2 separate regions of the Callithrix jacchus genome follow, and region 2 is linked to region 1. The links are chromatin contacts, called in public Hi-C maps. All regions are on one chromosome and are shown on one strand. The core of a region is the stretch at or near the end of the contact, and the rest is flanking DNA. Distances in the headings are between cores, read along the strand shown.

What was found. Hi-C and Micro-C count contacts between places; a contact is called where the count stands out from the background.
Region 2: a contact with region 1 is called in a Hi-C map of skeletal muscle, with 3 times the contacts expected there. The contact joins the promoter of E2F3 here to the promoter of CDKAL1 in region 1. A contact is called at or near these places in 3 of 3 Hi-C or Micro-C datasets (induced pluripotent stem cells and skeletal muscle).

Annotation. Positions count from the first base shown.
Region 1 is chr4:10,250,941-10,255,256 of calJac240_pri, forward strand. CDKAL1 (CDKAL1 threonylcarbamoyladenosine tRNA methylthiotransferase) reads right to left here and starts at 2,371. Exons shown (of 18, transcript XM_078368221.1): 1 at 2,255-2,371; 2 at 1,877-1,968; 3 at 1,442-1,485. LOC118153195 (U4 spliceosomal RNA) reads left to right here and starts at 3,458; the gene lies at 3,458-3,598.
Region 2 is chr4:10,390,584-10,394,800 of calJac240_pri, forward strand. E2F3 (E2F transcription factor 3) reads right to left here and starts at 2,285. Exons shown (of 7, transcript XM_035294797.3): 1 at 1,588-2,285. The coding sequence starts at 1,959. It overlaps LOC144582297, which reads left to right and starts at 1,501. Exons shown (of 3, transcript XM_078370543.1): 1 at 1,501-1,738; 2 at 1,792-1,923; 3 at 2,029-2,710. The coding sequence starts at 1,501. The coding sequence ends at 2,564.

The DNA of each region.
Region 1 (4,316 bases), core at 1,121-3,620:
TTGTTCCGGCTGGTCTCAAACTCTCGGCCTCAACTGATCGTCCCATCTCGGCCTCCCAAAGTACTGGAATTACAGAGATGAACCACCATGCCCAGCCAGAAATGAAAACTCTTAAACCCTACTCCAGACGTACTGCATCAGATATTTTGGGTAAAACCTAGCAATATTTAACAGGCACTTTAGGTCATCTTGATCTGCATTAAAGTTTGATAATCACTGTCCCAGAATTATTCTTTCATAAAAACCATCTAAAATGCATGTCAAATATACATAACCTAGTCAACTGATTTTCAACAAGAATGCCAAGACAATTCAACAGGGAAAGAATAGGTTTGTTTTTTTTTTCAACAAATGATGCTGGGACAACTGGATAGCAACATGCAAAAAATAAAACTGGAGCCCTATTTCACATCATATGCAAAAATTAACTCAAAATGGATCATAGAACTAAATTTAGGAGCTAACCTTATGAAACTCTAAGAAAAAAACATAAGTACAAATCTTTATGATGTTACAGTAGGCCCTCCTTTCTTAGCTAAGAAACAAAAAGCACAAGTAACAAAAGAAAAAACAAATTAGATGAAGAAGATAGAGAAATGGGCCAGGTACAGTGGCTCATGCCTATAATCCCAACACTGGGAAGTCAAGGAGGGAGGATCACTTGAGGCCAGGAGATCAAAGCCAGAGCCTGAACAACACAGTGAGACCCTATCTGTACCAAAAAAAAAAAAAGGAAAAATTAGCCAGGCATGGTGGCATGCACCTGTAGTCCCAGCTACTTGGGTGCCTGAAGAGGGATCACTTGAGACCAGGTTGTCAAGGCTGAAGTGAGCCATGATCAAGCCACTGCAATCCATCCTGGGTGACACAGGGAAACCCTGTCTCAAAACATACACATACATAAAAGATTGATAAGCACATGAAAAGATGTCAACATCAGCAGCCATCAGGGAAACTGAAATCAAAACTACAAAAATATATCATTTCATACCCATTAGGATGGCTAGAATCAAGAAAATAAATAACTGTTGACAGGCATGTGGATTACATCACCCAGAGGGAAAGAAAAAGAGAACAGAGGTAGTAGAAAGTACAGGACCAAGACTTGAGCAACTCCAAATTTAACTGACAGATAGAGGAAAATAGCTTATAATGGATTCCAAGAAGCAGCCACCAGAGAAGAAAAAAAATCCATGGGCCATGGAAGGCAAAGAAAGAGAGCATGTCAAACAAATGGACATGACCAGTGCCACTGAAGGAAAATGAAAGACTAAGTAAAATAAATGAAAATATCTCTTTGATTTAGTGGTATGTAAAGCACAGTGTTTCCGTAACTTGACAGTGGCAAATAGCTAAGAAATTAGGCTACCTCTCTGCATTTTCTAACATGCAGAAATATGCACACCACTAAAACATAAAAGGTTTTAAGATAAATTAGTACCTTAATTATCTGCAATTAGTCTAAAGTCCTCTTGAAAGATGAGTCTGGAAAATAAAAGTTGATTAAGAAAAGCAAGCACCCAAGAAGTTCGCAAAACCACTATAAGGACTCTACTTAAAAGGAATCAGACTCCATAAAAGACTGCTTTATACAGCAAGATCTACGATGCTCCATACTACTGCTAATTCTTACTGATTACAACAGGTGTGCTGACATCTGCCATGACTGTGAACCACTGCCTGGACTTAGTAATAAATACTATATCCAGCACTACAACACGTCTGCATAGCGCGAGTAACCAACTACTACAGAACAGGAATAAGTCAATAAGGTAAGTAGACATCCAGATCACATTCCATCCGAAAGTTAAGTGTCCCGAGATTCAGAAAAAGGTTTTATGAGTAAAGAAGAACGGAAAGTGAAAAAGCAACACACCTGTTTTTCTCAATGACTTCTGCTTAAATTCTTAAGATACTGCTCGGGGAAAGCTATGTAACTGCGAGAGCCTTGTAACATCTAGAAATTCACTAAGGTATAAAGTGGGAGAACAAATGAAGTTAAATCTGAAAATAAAAAACGAGATGCCTAAAATACACCTAACAGGCGAGCAGCACCTGAGGCCGAAGACCCAACTCGCTCCTGGAAGCCCCATCTGCCTCCCAATGCCCCCATCCCAGCTGGCAAATTCCCTTTTAACTACGAAACAAATGAACAAACAGCCCGAGAAAGACTGAAACTGGAGAAAACAAGGCTTGGCCATAAAAGGAGCTCTGGCCACACTCTGCCCCGCAAGGACCCATCCGCCACTCTTACCCAGAAGCCGGTGAGTAAAAACCAGTCCAAAGTGAGAGATCAAGCCGCCACTCTCCGGAAGCTACCCGGACTTTAGATGGAGGGCGCCATGACACATGCGGCCCGCCACGTGTATTTACGCATGCTCGGCGACGGTGGCCCGAAGCGGTCAAATTACGTCATTGCTGACAGTGCTAGTTCTGGTTTCACTGCGTTTAGCAATGTGTACGCCTGAAGTGCCTTTGATTCCAAAAACTAAAGTAACAACCCCAAGTCCTCGGGTTCCTAGAAACGGTTAATAGCCAATTTTTCCTGAGCTCTTACCTGTCAGACACTGGGTTAAGTACTTTGCATAAACATGATTTCACTATTTATTATTACTATTCCCAGTTTACAAAAGAGGACACTGGAAGTTAAAGGACTGGCCCTAAGTTGCTTTGCTAGTCGTGCTGTCTGCTGGGCTGGATCCGACGCTGTCTTGATTCCCAAAGAACTTGCTCTTCTCACTGCATTGTACTAGCCTCCTCAATCATTTGGGAAAAGGGGGTCTCTTCTTTAATATTAAAAAACAGGAGGGGTAAAGGTCAGCTGGGGTAGATTTCGCTGACTCTACATCTTTTAGCACCACCCAGGTTTTTTTGTTTTGGAAAGCTTAGATGGCAGTTCAGCGGGCACCTATTGAGGAAAAAACTTGGATGGAGTATACTGATCGCCACCCGCTTGCTTTACATATGTTATCTCCTTGATTATTCATTGCCCTAGACACTATATTTGACCACGTGTTTACCAGAAGAATGTCTTTCCTTTAAAGAGTAAAGGGAATAGGAGGCAATAGGCCATGGACAAGGGGCAGAAGTCATGAGTTTCACGCCTGACTTGGGTTTCACAGTGATTTGGGGCAATTACCTTGTTTTGCAGATGCCTTTCCTAGTACAGTTTCATCTAATTAAAATGCCTCCCATCCACTCAAGAGGCTGATATGGGAGGCTCGCTTGAGCTCAGAGGTTTGAAAACAGCCTGGGGAACATAATGAGACCCTGTCTCTAAAAAATAAATAAATAAATAAATAAATAAATAAAACAAAAGCCACCCTTTTCTCTGTGTATCTGTATCCATAAAATAATCTAAACTGTGCCCTGGGACCCACTGCTGCCTTTACCCATCTGAATTAAAATTGTGTATTTATGTTGCCCTGCCTTTTTTTTTTTTTTAATATGGTCTTCTAGTTTTGCTCAGTGGCAGTATCGTAGCCCATGAGGTTTATCGGAGGTGCGATTATTGCCAAATGAAAACTTTTCCCAATACCCTTCCATGACGACTTGAAATATAGTCGGCATTGGTAATTTTTGACAGTCTCTATGGAGACTGAATTATAAAAAGAAAAAGGAAAAGAAAAAAAGAGATATGGTCTTCTGTTACCCAGGCTGGAGTTCAGTGGCATGATCGCAGTTCACTGCAACCTCTGCCTTCTGGGCTCAAGCAGTTCTCATGCCCCTTAGCCTCCCAAGTAGCTGGCACTACAGGTATGCACCACCACACCCATCTAATTCCATCTCTTTCACTAGACCAAAAGTAGGCCCTGGGTTATCTTCTTGGTTGTAATTGCACTGCCTAGCACATAACCTTGTGCCTATGTTTATAGCTTCTCAATAAACATATGTTGGATGAAGAATGAAAGACTCCATCCCTTTTCCCCCAAGATCTAGTTGAGTTCAGTAAAGGAAATTTTACTGAGTATGCACCCCAGGACCACAAGCACTGTAATAGATGCTAGAGCTAAAAAGAAAGACAAAAAAGTACTCCCAATTGCAATTGCAGGCTAGTTTGAGGAAATTCATTTCAGTAGAGAATAGCAATCACCACGAAAGATGAATGCACAGGAACGCAAAAGTGAAGTAAGAGAAATGGATGAAGGCATTCCAGGCCGGAGAGTCAGCTGGAGCAAATGCAAGGAGGCCTGAAATGATGAATTATTCCACAGTGTAAAAGCAGAGAGAGCGAAGCTGGTCATGGAAGAAGTCTGCCAGAGAAGCGGAAGCACAGGGACTGGATCAAGGTGAGCCTCGTATGCTCAAAGACGTTA
Region 2 (4,217 bases), core at 1,035-3,534, 140 kb after region 1:
GGCGGGTGGCCCGGGAATCCTACAGACACCCTACCCTCTGACCCGCCCCCCTCCCCCTCCAGCACAAGGGAAAGAACACAGAAAACAGAGCTCAACTCGGCCATTGGCGACAAGCCCCCTCCGGTTTTCTATCGCCCATCCATTCGTCCCCTAGAAAAAAAATCCACGTAAACACCACAGCCACCCCCTGGGGCAGGCACTCCCGCTCCGAGGTTCCTAGAACAGGAGGCCGGGGCATTTACTTAGTTAGATTTTTCTTGCTTACTCATTTCCCTCGAGCACCCAACCCCCCGTTCCCACTCCAAAACCCCGCTCAACCGCCTACCCTCACCGCTCCAGCCCCCAACAGAATTCGGTGCCCCCGCGGCGTCGGCGGCCCCCGAGCCGTCCCGGTCACTAACCTGCTGCTGTAAGGGCATTTCCGAAACCAGCCTAGCTCCAGGGGGAGGTGGGGGACCGGCTGGAGAGGGGGCCCGGAGGGCCGAAGAGACCGGCGGCGCCGGGCGAGGGCGGGCGCCGGTGGGGGGGTGGGGAGAGGAGAGGGAGGGTGGCGGTGCCGGGGACGGGTGCGAGGGCGCTGGGACCGTCCCAGGCCAGGGAGCCGGCGAGCAGGAGGAAGTGGGTGCCCCCCTCTCCCCCTCCAGCGCCCCCTCCCGCCGCCGCCTCCTCCCCAGTCACAGGCGCGTCCTCCGCGCACGTGTGCGAAACGTCACCGGCGGGTCCGGGAGAGAGGGACAGACCCAGGCGGCGGGACGGGAACCCGGCTGCCCCCGCCCTCCGTCGCCGGGGGGCGGAGAGGGGGACAGGGCGGGGAAGGAAGGGGCAAGTGGAGAGGCGGGTCAAGGGCAGGCCCGGGGCCCGGCGAGGAAGGCCTGGGCGCTCGGGCCACGCGGGCGCCGCCGCTGCCACCGCCAGGATGCGCCCAGGCCGGAGCGCCAGCCTGCGAGCCCCTCACCCCAGAGAGCCCACGCCCCAGTCCGCACCCGGCTTCCAGCCCCACCTCCCCCACGCCCGACTCCCCTCCACCTCCCCCAGCCCCTTTGTTGCCGGGAGTTACAGATCCTAAAATGTGTCAAGCGCAGCCCCGCCAATCCCTTGCGCTCGGAGCACGCCGCAGGGACCCCCGGCGACCAACGGACCTCCGAGGCCGGTTGAGGGCATGCACCCCAAGGGTCCCCCGGTTTCCACCCCTTGGAGCCCCCAGCACCCCGGTTCACTACTCCCTCCCCCACCCCCTTCTCCATCCGGGGCGTGACCCCTTCCTACGCCCGAGAAAGAGGAAGCTTCGAGTTGGAGGGGAAGGGACAGTGGGGGTAGGGAAAAGTGCAGGAAAAGAAGTGGGGGGGCCGAGAAAAGTTTTGGAGTGTTGGAGGTGGTTCGCGCCCAGGCAACCCCCGCCGCCCCGCGCGCCTGGCCGAGCCCCCCGGCCCTCCTGGCGCGGGGGAGAGCACTCAGGTCAACAATGAACCCTCGCCGGAGGGGCAGCCCCCGAGGCCCACGATGCTCGCCCTGCAGCGCGCCCACGACCCGTGCGGTGCAAGCCCACCTCCCGCCTGGGCTGGGGACGGTGGGGTGGAAGGGTATTACCGGAGGGCCGCCGCCGCCGCCTCGTCCCAGCGCTGGTGGCTGCTGCAGCAGCCCGGCTCTGCTGGAGGGTCCGTGCGGCGTGGTGTAGAGGAGGCTGCCGGCGGTCTGCTCCGCGCCGGGGGCACTGGGGAGGAGGGGGCCGGCGGCGACGGCGCCGCTGTGGAGGGAGGAGGAACAGGAGGTGGTGGAAGTGTTCGTGGTGAGGATCTGGATGTACGCGCCCGGGGCGGCGGCGGCGGCGAAGCCGGGGCTGGCTAGCAGTGCCCTTTTGTCCATGGAGGCTGCAGCGGCGGCGGCGACGACAGCCGCCCCCTCCCCACCCCCGGCGGTCACCAGGTACGGCTCCAGAGCGGGCTGGATCCCCTTTCTCATCTCTCGCTCCTGCTCTTTTTAGTGTTACGATATATTAATGTATTTTTTCAATTTCTTTATTATTTGCAGTCGGAGTTTCCAAGTCTCTCCTTCTCTCCTCCCCGCCCGGCGCTTCCGAGCCCCCTCTCTCTCTTTTCTTTTTATTTTTCCGCACCGCACAGGCCCCGGGGGCCAAAAATGATCGGGGCTCTGGAGAGAGGAGGGTCCCGGTCGCACGGATATCGGGCCCCAATCGGGGATGGAGGCGTCGGCGGCGGCCGATGCAACGGATTGCGAGGCGGCGGCGGCAGCCCGGGTGCTGCGGCCGGCAGCTGAAAAATGGCTCCAGGAAGCTGCTGCTGACAATGAATGAAGGGATACGGTTTACGCGCCAAGGTCCTCCCGCGAAACTCAGATTTCCCGCCGGCTTTTCAAACCATATTTGCATATCCCCGCCCCTCAACCCGCCGAGGACCGTTCCCACAGCCCATTGGGCCTCTATCTTTTTAATTCACTCCCAATCGTGGAGCAGGGCCGCGACTTGCTGGTTTCCATTGGCTGCCGGGCATTATGGTTACCGGGGTGACAGGGACCCTATTTGCATAGGTCTCCTTGATTGGCTGTGAGAAGAGCAGTTTTTAGGGGGTGGGGCAAAGACTTTGCTTCTCTCCCACGGAAGACCACGCCTGGCCTAGGCTCCGCCCTTGTCCCTGCCCGCCCGCCGGGCCGGAGCTACTGACCTGGGCAGGGACTCAGCGCCCTGCAGACTCAGTGTAGATCTAGTCTAGAGCGCAAGTTTCGCTTTTGGGAATTGTCAGGGTGACTAAGGGGACACTCTTTTTCCTTTGACCAGTCAGTGCAATATACGAACAACAGCAGGAGATTCTTCCAAATATATGCCAAAAGCAAGTTGGACCATGAGGACGATGCCTGGCAGGTGGAAAAGGAGCCCTTTAAATCGTGGGCTTCTCCCTTCCTGAAATCCAACCAATGACAAGGCGAGAGCTGATCCCGAGGCCGGGGCTGATAGACAGAAGCATGTGGGCAGACAGAATCGTGGGGGCAGAAGGTTCAGCAGACGCGGTTGCGGGCACCAGTTAAAATTCCAGATCATTCCCAATACCTTCATTATTGGCCTGGATAGGGGTAAAGTAAAAAATTAACTCTTTTATCTTACAACGAGTATTGGTTTGAATCCAGCATACATTCCCTCTGGCCCAGAAACACCCAGGGCAGTTAATCAGGGCTAACCTAGAACTGATCTGCCGGTTTCTAATCCTCCAAGCAGTAATCCGAAAAAGAACACGCTTCCCAGATGACGTCGTGCCCCCAACGAACGCTGGCACGCCCGGGCATCGGCACTTTATATCTTCAGTTCTGTAGGAAGTTCTCTGACTGGAAGCAAACACACGACTCAAACCTATCCCAAAACATTTTTTAAATAGTGGTTTTTGTTTGTTTAGTAAACTAGAAATTGTCATAGAAAAATGTGAAATGATTGTCAAGCTGACTCCTGAATTGGTGAAATATTCATGGGTCTTAAAGATTGCTCCTAAGACTGATCAGGAAAAGAGACCCCTGCAGGAAAGTGGGGAAAGGTATATATGTAGAGGGTAGCTCATAATTTATAGTTACGTGCAAAACAGCTCCTGAATTGCTGCTGCTCATAGGTGATGAGGATTGCAACACCTTGAGCCCTTTCACAAGATTTTCGTTATCATCATTATTAATTTCCCAAAACTCACACTCAGAATGCTACGAAAGACCTGATAAGATGTGTCATCTCAGACTTGGACTCCTTAATATTTTAGTCTTGTTACCTTTTCTGAAGCAGATGAGTTAAAAGTCCTATTAAACCTTGCACCAGGCTCAGGAATATTTTAGTCTTACATTCAAGCTAGTTGAAGATCCATAGCCCTTAACATTTGTTGACACTGGTAGAAGTGACACAATTTTTTTTTTTTTTTTTTTTTTTTTGAGACAGTCTCACTCTTGTTGCCCAGGCTGGAGTGCAGTGGCGCGATCTCAGGTCACTGCAATCTCCGCCTCCCAGGTTCAAGCAATTCTGCCTGGGCTTCCCGAGTAGCTGGGACTACAGGCGTGCGCCACCACACCTGGCTAATTTTTGTATTTTTAGTAGAGACCGGGTTTCATCATGTCGGCCAGGCTGGTCTGGAACTCCTCACCCTAGGTGATCCGCCCGCTTGGCCACCCAAAGTGCTGGGATTACAGGCGTGAGCCACCGCGCCCAGCCAGAAGTGACACTATCTTTAGGGCAG